2 separate regions of the Mus musculus genome follow, and region 2 is linked to region 1. Evidence: chromatin contacts called from public promoter capture Hi-C data. All regions are on one chromosome and are shown on one strand. Each heading gives the region's core, a stretch centred on a gene start, on an enhancer-like site or on the middle of the called end of the contact. The rest is flanking DNA. Distances are from core to core; before and after follow the strand shown. Region 1 holds the start of 1700037C18Rik (RIKEN cDNA 1700037C18 gene). Region 2 overlaps Nlrc3 (NLR family, CARD domain containing 3).

Region 1 (4,686 bases), core at 1,181-3,680:
GGGAGGGGACACCCTTGGCTGGGTCCATGCTGGAACTGGAAGCTGAGGAAAGAGGAAAGAAAAGTCACTCAGAGGGGCCCAATCTAAAACATTACCTTGGGGTCCTCGGCCCTTACAACCTTCAAGGCAGTGCCTCCTTGGCACTACTTCCTTGAAAGAACTAGTGAGGGTGAGGAAGGGATGTCAGTGGGTCAAACCTGAAATGTCATGAATCCTTCATTTATAAAATGAAGGAACTGAGGCAAAGTTGTCCAAGGTCCATCAAAATAGAGAGAATAGGAACCTAGAACTCCTATCCCAGATTGTCTCCTCTGCCTTACACATCCCAAAAGGCTTTTGCTGTGGTCCTGAGACTTCAAAGGACTTATTGTGTACATTGATGTTCTGAATCAATAGTGGGGCACACGGATTAAAAAAAAAATTAAACAAGATCTTGGCCCCTGGAGCATGACATTATTTTAGTGTGTCCTGGCCACTGCATCCTTTCCTAGTTCTTGGCAGAAGGCTAGGAAATGAAAAGGCCCATTTGAGTTCCCTTCAGTCTTTCTTTCGTGTCTTTAGTCCTGCCTTAACAGAGCTTACCTGTATTTCCCAGGCTGTCCCTGGGCAAGTGGGCTTCCAGAAGGGCTGAGCAATGGCTGTTACCTGGACCCAGGGTCCCCTGTGGCAGGTCCAGGGGCCAGGGTGAGCCTTCAGGCCGTGTCAGGCTGCCCCCAGCCATGAGCCGGCCTAGCCAGTGGCTTCCACATTGGCCAGCAGGCTGCATGTGGCCTGGCAGGTAGAGAGCCAGGCTCCGGAGGTGTCGCAGTCGGAAGTTCTTGGGCTTGCTTCCCTGAGCACTGGGGCCCTGCTGCTGCTGGGCCCCCAATCCTCCCTCATAGATGTTGGGTGGTGTGTCAGGGTGGCTGGGGCGTCCTGGGGCCCAGCTCACTGCATCTGCAAGAGAGAGAGAGAGAGCAGGAGGGTGATGGCCAGTGGGAACAGCATCTGGGGGAAATGCAAGTACCAACTCATACGTAGCTTCTACTCCCTGGCTATCCAGTCTTAGTTCCTGTCTATTCCCACTACTCCGCTGCTCCCCTAACAGAGGCGCCCAAGCAGCCCAGGACTTTGGCACTGAGATCCCGTTGAGCACTTCAAGCTCGTTTTGTGCTCTCTACTCTAAAAAGAGTATGCTGGCACCAGTGTATATAAGCACAGTGGGTACAAGAGGGCATGCCTGGCCCAGTCATATAGCCTAGATCAGGAGTTACTCCCTTCCCAAGCATGCACATCCCTGGGCTCTCCCCAGTAGCTTTGGGCCCAGGTTGGGACAGTGTGGCATCTCTGCTGCTGCTCCTCCCTGCAGCCAGGCACCTTCTCTTATTCGAAGCTCAGAGAATGCACAGACCAAGGCTTCCATGGAGGGCCAGTATGGTGGGGGAGGAGTGGCCAGGCCTTCTGTGCAGTAGGGCCTGCTCTCCCCTGTCTAGGGGGTGGATCTGCAGGTCTCCCATAGCAACTGGTCCTTATGATGTCACAGTAAAGACTAGTCTTCCTGGACCTCCTAGTTTGGGAGAGTATGGTATGTCAGGGGCAAGGAGGGAGGCGGGCAAGGGAAGAGACCAGAAACCTAGGGTAAATTTGTTGATGTTAGATTCAGAGCAAGCCACATAAGACAAATTGGCTTTGGTATGCTGGAAAGTCATTCGCTAGGCTTCCTCATTTGTGGCAGGGAGAACGAGGATTTGGAGAACAAACCTGTAGAGATCTGAATCATGCTGAGAAGATGGTTCTGGGTGACACTTGTCTAATTATCCATTTTCTCATAGGTTAAGCAGTATGTAGATAATGCCAATTTTTTTCCTGTGCATTCTGACAAACTGGAACAATTATTCTGCTGGTAGAAATATAAAACTACAGGTTCTTTAGAATCTTAACTCCACCACAACTCTGTTTCATTATAGAAAATTTAGTTCTAGGTTTTACATCTAGGTGTATGAACCATTGTTTTTTACATAGATATTAATTTGCTATGGATTGCTCATTGTTTCAAAACCATTTGTTGCAAAGACTGTTCAAATGCATTGTCCCCCATGTTAGACTAGCCACGAATGTATGGCCCTACCCCACATATTTTTGTCCTTAAGTATCTACTCTTGGTCAGTACCACCGTGTTCTAGCCAAGGGCACCTTTACTTCTTGCACCTACCCATTTTCCTTATCGCCCACCCTTCCTGGCACAGCTCTCCTCTCTCCAGCCCTGCTTTTGTCGCGGTTGTCCTCGACTCGTAGCAGTCACCAAGGAGAGTTCTCTGTAGAGCCTGTGCTGACCCTGACACCCTAGGCGTGGTACACCAGCACTACCTCGCTCCACAGTTTCCAGGGCAACCTCTGGCGCGCGAGTCTGGGCGCCAATTTCCGGCTTGTCGGGAATACTGACTAGCTGTGCGTGCACAAAAGCCTTCCGGGTACAGGTCTCGAATTCTGCCCAGGGTAGGGTATCTTCGTTCCTGTCATTCTGTGGATACTTTATGAGGCTTCGACTGCGGGGTTTAGCTATGCTTTTACAAATACAAAGGAGACTCGGTCACAAAAGGTTATAATGTGCTCCATATATCAGTGAGGTAATGAGAGTTCCAACGGGACCAGAGCCAAAAGCGCTCTCTGAAAGACTATGACGTTGCGCAGCTCGCAAGGTGCTTGGCGCCACCTGTTGGTCTGTGTCCTGCGCTTGCGCTCACCACCCCTCTTCGCTTCCTGTCCTGTTTGGCCTGGTCCGCACGCTGTCCAAGGCCTCTGAGCGTTGCTATAGAGACCGGAGAGCGCTGGGCCTGCGAACTCTACAGAGACGGGCAGCGGCGCCCCAGTGGACTCTTGGGGACCAGAGCGCCATGTCTTTCCGCGACCTCCGCAGTAAGGCTGCACCCGGCTTTCCCGTGGGCTTCCCAGGATCTCGAGACTCCCCTGCCGGACCCCTGCCAGAGCCGTGGGCCCAGGCAGGCCGTGGGTCCCTGGGCCAGCCAGGGGCTGACAGAACTTTACAGCACCTTTGGAAAGTTCGGTCCGTCACTGGCCACGTGTAGCTAGAACACTGGGAATGTGTCTCGAGCCGCTGAAGAACTGAATGTTTAATTTCACCTCATTTTATCTCTGGTTGTCACGGCCACATTTGCAGCCGCATTAGAAAGGTCTTGCGGAAATGGAGACTTCTTCTGCATTTAGTTTGTAGAAAGAACCAGTAAAGCCGAGGAAGTGGCCGGATGAATGGATGGCTAGTGCTGCTAGGTTGTTTTGTTCATTTTTGAGGGTTTGTTTTGTTTGTTTGTATGTTACAATCTGTCACATGCTGTCCTCTATGTGGGCAATATTTCATTTACTCCTAGCAGGTTTGTGCCCTGGTTAGAGATGAAACAGGCAGCAAGAGGTCAAAGTAATTGAACGAGTTGCTTTAGAGTTTGAATCCAGCTTGCCTGAATGCCAAATACTGGGCAGAGAACTTGGCTAGAGAGTGGGGAAGCAGACTACTCTTACTCGTTATACTCTTTGGGGGAAACATCCTTTTTGTGGCAGGTGATTATATTTCACCCTTATTGTTCCTAGTTTTAACTGCAAGTTAAGTAGTATAGCTACCCCTGGTTCACACAGCTAGAGTGATGGGACTGTGTGACCTAAAAAATCTTACTTCACTTACAGAAGAGTAGCAGCTATTAGGGTCGTGTTGTCTAGGGTTTGAGGGTATTTGAAACAGTGTAATTATGACTGTCCCACGTAGTTTTTGATGAGGCTGGCACTTTACTGGGATCATTGAATAGTGATCATTGTACTGGAAAGAATATTTAAAAGGAGTATTTCAGAATTTATACTGATTTATATTTTTTTACCTTAAATAAATGCTGTATAGTGTGTAATCTATGAGACTGTCACCATTTATAACAGTGGAGAACTTGATAGCTACTACTTAGCTAAAAGGAGTGTTTAGGCAAAACCTGACTTTTTTCATAGAGGTATAAGGAAAAGCTGCAATATAAAGGGTATACATATATGGGATATATGTGTGTGTGTGATATAAGGGAAAGAAATAAGGGAAGGATGCTTCCTATCTTTCTACCATCTCTTCGTGACCTAGCAGAGTCTGCCTGCCCTGCTTTGTTGCCCAGATAGATTGTTTGGAATGCTGAATGTACATTTTGAATACCCGTAAGCATGAGTAGACATTACATTGCCAGGAACCATGGTCAAGATCTCAGCATATTGTAAGAACTCAGAAATGTTGGTTGTTTTCTTGCTTTCTTGCTCTCTTTTACTTGTTTTTCAAGACAAGGTTTTTTCCTGTCTTGAACAACAGCCCTGGATGACCTAGAACTTGTTTCATAGACCAGGTTAGCATCAGGTTCACAGAGGTCCATCTGCCTCTGCCTATGAGCACTGGGATTAAAGGTATGCAGCACCACGCCAGGCTTGGTTGCTCATCTGTAAGCCTCGCTTTCTTCATCATTGTTTTCTCCTTTCTTTCAAGCAGTGTGGCTTTGTTTTAGTTGCTCCCAACTTAAAATATTACTGTTTACTAATCTTTGGTTTTTCGAGACAGGGTTTCTCTGTGTAGCCCTGGCTGGCCTGGACCTCACTCTGTAGACCAGGCTGGCCTCGAACTCAGAAATCCGCCTGCCTCTGCCTCCCAAGTGCTGGGATTAAAGGCGTGCACCA
Region 2 (4,686 bases), core at 864-3,363, 51 kb after region 1:
CAGTGGGCATACCTGCCTTAGAGGCCCAAGACAGGAGGCAACTGACTTCTGTGAAAAGATTTACCAATGACGATGTGACATTTTCAAGGACCATCACCCCTAAGTAGCTGCCCGACAACTAGAAACAAAGTGCCCATGCTACCTACTGGTGTAATAAAGTGAGGTCAAGGTAGTTCCCATTACAATCAAGAGCCATAGCACCCAAGTAACAGTGAAGATGTGGCAAAACTGGAAGCTTCATACTGCTGATGAGAATGTCAACTGGTCCAGCCTCTGTGGAATAGTCTGGCAGTTCTTAACTTAGACTTGCATGTGCCCCAGCAATTCTGTTTCTAAGTATATTCTCCAAAGGATTAAAGGACAAAGGACAGGTACTTGAATACTTCTACACAAATGTCGCAGGCAGCATTATTCACAATAGTCAAAAGATAGAAGCTGGATAAAAGTGTGAAAAAAGACACACTACATGTCTGTCTGCACATGAATGGATAAGCAAACGGTGCTCTGCCCATACAGTAGAATATTATTCAGCTATAAAATGCAAGAAAATACCAATATGCTGCAGTGCTGATGAACTTGAAAACAATATGCTAGTTGAGGAAGACGGACACAAAACTCTTACTGTATAACTCTATTTATATGAAATGTCCAGAATCAATAAATCAGTAGAAAACTTGCTAAGGGCTGGGAGAAAAGGAGAAAGAAAGCAAATACTAACAGTCAAAAACATTTTGAAACTAGACAGAGGTAGTAGTTGCACAATATTGTGAATGTACAAAATGCCAATGAACAATAAACTTCAAAATGATAAAATTGCATAGAATTAAATTTCAATAAAAAAATTTAAATCAACCTTGCCAAGCAGTGGTAGCCCACACCTTTAATTCCAGAATTTGAGAGACAGAGACAGTGGATCTCTGAGTTCAAGGTCAGCCTGATCTACATCGTGAGTTCCAGGACAGCCAGGGCTACACAGAGAAACCTTGTCTTTAAAAAAAAAAAAAAAAAAAAAAAAAACAGACAGAAACACTCTCCTGGTGCTGGGTGTGGTAGTGCACACCTTTAATTCCTTTAATTCCATTACTTAGGAGGCAGAGACAGGTGGAACTGTAGTCTGGCCTACATAGCAAGCTCCAGGTCAGCCAAGGCTACCTAGCCAGACCCTATTTTAGAACAAGAACAACAAAATTTTCCTTTGAATAAGTAGAAAAACAAAAGAAAACAGAACAGTAGTATACCCTCAACTAGACAGATACATCCACAGGCTCCTAAAAGGGACATAGCAAACTATACCAAATGTCATCTTCTGGATGCTTCTGTAGGCTTTTCACTGTCCTGAGAAACCTTGGGGACTTAGAGCAGCACACAGAATTGGAAGAATCTGGGACGTGAAGCTTGATGACATATCCCAAAGCCTCCATGTTTAATCCTCCCCACTTTACAGTATCTCCTGTAGCCAGGATTTTGTCCTCTGGGCCCTTTCCTGGCCAGAAGTGGGACCACATACCTTAGAGAAGTTAGCGTTCGGTTTATCTTCAGAGCATCGGCCAAAGCCTTAGCCCCCGGTGGTCCAATGCTGTTACTCCGGAGGCTAGTAGAAACAAGTGAAGGAAATACTACTGAGGTGGGAAGAGGGGTAAAAATGACACCAACATTTTATGTTCCCCACATAATGAGGGAAGAGAACAGGATGTGATGGTCTAGTGAGCTAAGTGTGGTGATGACAAAGACAGTTCCAGGTCAGGGTCAAAAATTAAGTGTTTGTGAAATGAAGTTCAAGAGACAATCAGTGAGTTTGCTTTCCCAGCTTTCCTGGAAGGACATGTGGTCTGCAAGATCTCAGCCACTGACTATTCTAAACGGGCTGAGTCTGAGAGTGGGAGAAGGGATGGAGAAAGTCAAGATATGTCAAAGACAGAAAACAGCTTAAATTTCTCTTATTCCAGGGGCCCAGAGTGTCCTACTTACTCCAGTGTGATGAGGCTTCTGTTAACCAGGAGGGATCTGGCCAGGGCTTTGGCTCCTTTGTTACCAATCTGATTCTCAGCCAGGCTGCCAGAGGGAAGGGAGAAAAAGGAGAGAGTGCTTATTTCAAGCTTGTGACTCATTGCTTCCTCTTTGATATTAGGCTCATGATTAACCCTTGCTTTCCCAACATCACTCACATGGATATGAGCAGAGACAAAGTGACTGCGGAGCAGAAAGTCAGGATTAGGAAGACCCCTGAGCCTGGGAAGATAGAGTCAGAGTGGGCCAGACAGTCTTCATCCTGACAAAAGGGCCCAAGGAAATTCATCTAGCACCTTGCACAATACATACTTTACAAATGTGCAGTCATGATGTTAGAAGTCTTGCATTTGGGGCCAGGAAGATGGCTGAGTGGGTAAAAGAACTTGCTACCAAGCCTGAAACCTAAATTTGATCTCCAGAACTCAAATAAAGGAAGGATAAAACTGACTCTTATGGTTGTTCTCTGACCTCCACATATGGTCCTGTGGTGTGTGCATTTTTACAACAGAGAGAGAGAGAGAGAGGAGGGGAGGGAGAGGGGGAAAAGGAGGGGGAGGGAGGAGGGAGAGTAGGAGACTAGCACAAATACAATAAATGCAGTAAAAGTCTGAATTACAGTAAAAAGCAAATCCAGTAGATTTGCTGATATTAAAGAGTTCTTCCATATAGACTCTAACCAGTGGCATAATATTCACGTGGCTCTCAAGGAAAAGCAAAATATCAAATGCTGCTGCTGGTTTCTGTGGTTCAAATGCCCCAAACCATGGTGAATTCCAAGTACCCTTAGCTTATGAAATTCCTGAAAAAGAGATAGTGCTCAGAAACGAGTACAAACTACTCTGAGCAGAGCATGGATACTAGCCTTCCTCTAGTACAAAACAACAAATGGCAGAAAATTACCACAAAATTAACTTTTAAGTTTAAAAAAGGCTTGCCTTTCTGTGCCTGGAAAGGAGTTCCAGAGGCATACAGTGGGTCCACTCAGTTTTGCTTCCTGAGTTGAGAACTATTTAGTTCTGTAGCCAACAGCTTAGGATGGAGCTCATCACGAGAATCCCTGCAATGTTTGAGTGGAGTGTCTTCCAAGGAGTTCAGGATCCTGGTACCAGGGCCACCAGGAAGGTGAAGGGAAGCTAAGTGGACCAGGCCCTTCAATGCCAACAGTTCTCCCTTTGTGCCTTTTATTTGGTGCTTTTCAAATGAGCTCCATCACTTAAAAATAAGTCTGAGCCAGGTGTAGTGTGCACACCTTTAATCTCAACACTAGGGAAGCAGAGGCAGGCCTGTCTCTGTGGGCCAGAGACTAGCCCTGTTTACCTGTGAGTTCAAGGCCAGCCAGGACTGCATAGTGATACCAAAAATAAACAAATAAACAAATCGGAATACTAGCCAGGTATAGTGATACACACCTGTTTTCTAGAACTTGGAAGGTTGGGGATCCTGAGTTCAAGGCCTGCCTGGACTACAGAAGACTTTGTTCCCTGCCCTCCAGTGTCAAAACGATTGAAGACCAGCCCACTTTTGTTGGCCCAGGACTTATGTATAAATAATATCTCATAAACAGCCGTGTGTGTTTTTCTGCAGTGGTGTGGACATTGTAAACTAGTGTCACTGAGGACCAGAAGGGAAAGCATGAGCGTGGAAGACATGGCTGTCTTCAGAATCATTGCTGAACCTCAGTTTCAGCAACACTAATGGTGGGTATTTTGTCATGAGCCGAAGGCCGAGAACTGCCTGTGAGACATAACAGACATGAGAAGCTGTCAAGACCATCTCTCTCAGAGCAGATACATTTTCACCCTTCCTTAGCAAGGCGCAGCCAGCACCCACTTCCTCCCTAAGCCTCTCCTCCACAGTTCCTCCACAGTTCTCCGGAGCCTGCCTACCATCTCCACACTGATCTCTCCTCTACAATTCCTCCACAGTTCTCCGGAGCCTGCCTACCATCTCCACACTGATCTCCTCTCCTCTACAGTTCCTCCACAGTTCTCCGGAGCCTGCCTACCATCTCCATGATCTCTCCATGACCCCAAGCGTTGCTTACATCTGAAAGTGTGACATTTTGTAAGCATTTAAGTCAGCATACATACTTTTCTCTAATTGCAACGTAAGCAATGTGATTTTATTTTATTTGAGATAGGACCTCATTATGTGTAGCCCAGGCAATCCTCCTGTCTCAGCCTCAAGAGTGCTGGGATCATAGGCATGTACATCGCACCCAGATAAAGACTTTAAATTTAAATGTTTGAAAACAGACTGAGGATTAGCTCAAGTAGGTGACATGCTTGCCTTGCATGCATGACACCGGAGTTCCACCCCAGCATGGCGTAAGCTGGCTCTGCTGGCACACTCACTCCTGTCACCCCAGCACTGGGAGGATGGAAGCTCAGGCTCACCTCACCTATATAGTGAGTTTGAGGCAAAACTGGACTACATGAGACTCCATGTCAAAAAAGAAAAAAGATTTTGAGGCTAGAGAGAAGGTTCGGCTATTAAGAGCATTTATTCCTGCAGAGGTTCTGGGTTCAATTCCCAGCATCCACATGGCTGCCCACAACCATCCTTAACTCCCATCCAGGAGATCTGACACTGTCTTCTGACATCTGTGGACACAAGAAGCAAGCAAGCAAAGCATTCATACACATAAACCTAAAAACATTTCTCAAATGTCACCTT

What was found. Promoter capture Hi-C pulls out the DNA fragments that hold promoters and counts their contacts.
Region 2: a contact with region 1 is called in a promoter capture Hi-C map of macrophages, with 8 read pairs. The contact joins the enhancer-like site here to the promoter of 1700037C18Rik in region 1. A contact is called at or near these places in 5 of 39 promoter capture datasets (3T3-L1-derived adipocytes, cranial neural crest, embryonic stem cells and 2 more), 1 of 15 datasets of contacts at CTCF or cohesin (the NIH/3T3 cell line), 3 of 115 datasets of contacts at active chromatin or transcription factors (CD8 T cells, bone marrow-derived macrophages and embryonic stem cells) and 3 of 9 other capture datasets (adipose tissue, liver and pancreatic islet).

The regions. Positions count from the first base shown.
Region 1 is chr16:3,906,259-3,910,944 of GRCm38.p6, forward strand. It overlaps 1700037C18Rik (RIKEN cDNA 1700037C18 gene), which reads right to left and starts at 2,431. Exons shown (of 3, transcript NM_028484.2): 1 at 2,192-2,431; 2 at 583-936; 3 at 1-42. The coding sequence starts at 2,195. It overlaps Cluap1 (clusterin associated protein 1), which reads left to right and starts at 2,751. Exons shown (of 12, transcript NM_029738.2): 1 at 2,751-2,895. The coding sequence starts at 2,874. It overlaps Gm41410 (predicted gene, 41410), which reads right to left and starts at 2,395. Exons shown (of 4, transcript NR_153801.1): 1 at 2,347-2,395; 2 at 646-936.
Region 2 is chr16:3,957,423-3,962,108 of GRCm38.p6, forward strand. Nlrc3 (NLR family, CARD domain containing 3) reads right to left here. Exons shown (of 18, transcript NM_001081280.2): 5 at 1,969-2,052; 6 at 1,508-1,591. Among named protein-coding and RNA genes, the nearest start is that of Nlrc3, 17 kb to the right of the region's middle. Within about 2 kb of position 2,114, at least 45 of the 459 cell types and tissues checked have an H3K27ac peak or open chromatin away from gene starts, as enhancers often do. A contact at or near this core is called in the NIH/3T3 cell line, bone marrow-derived macrophages and macrophages, where this site is marked.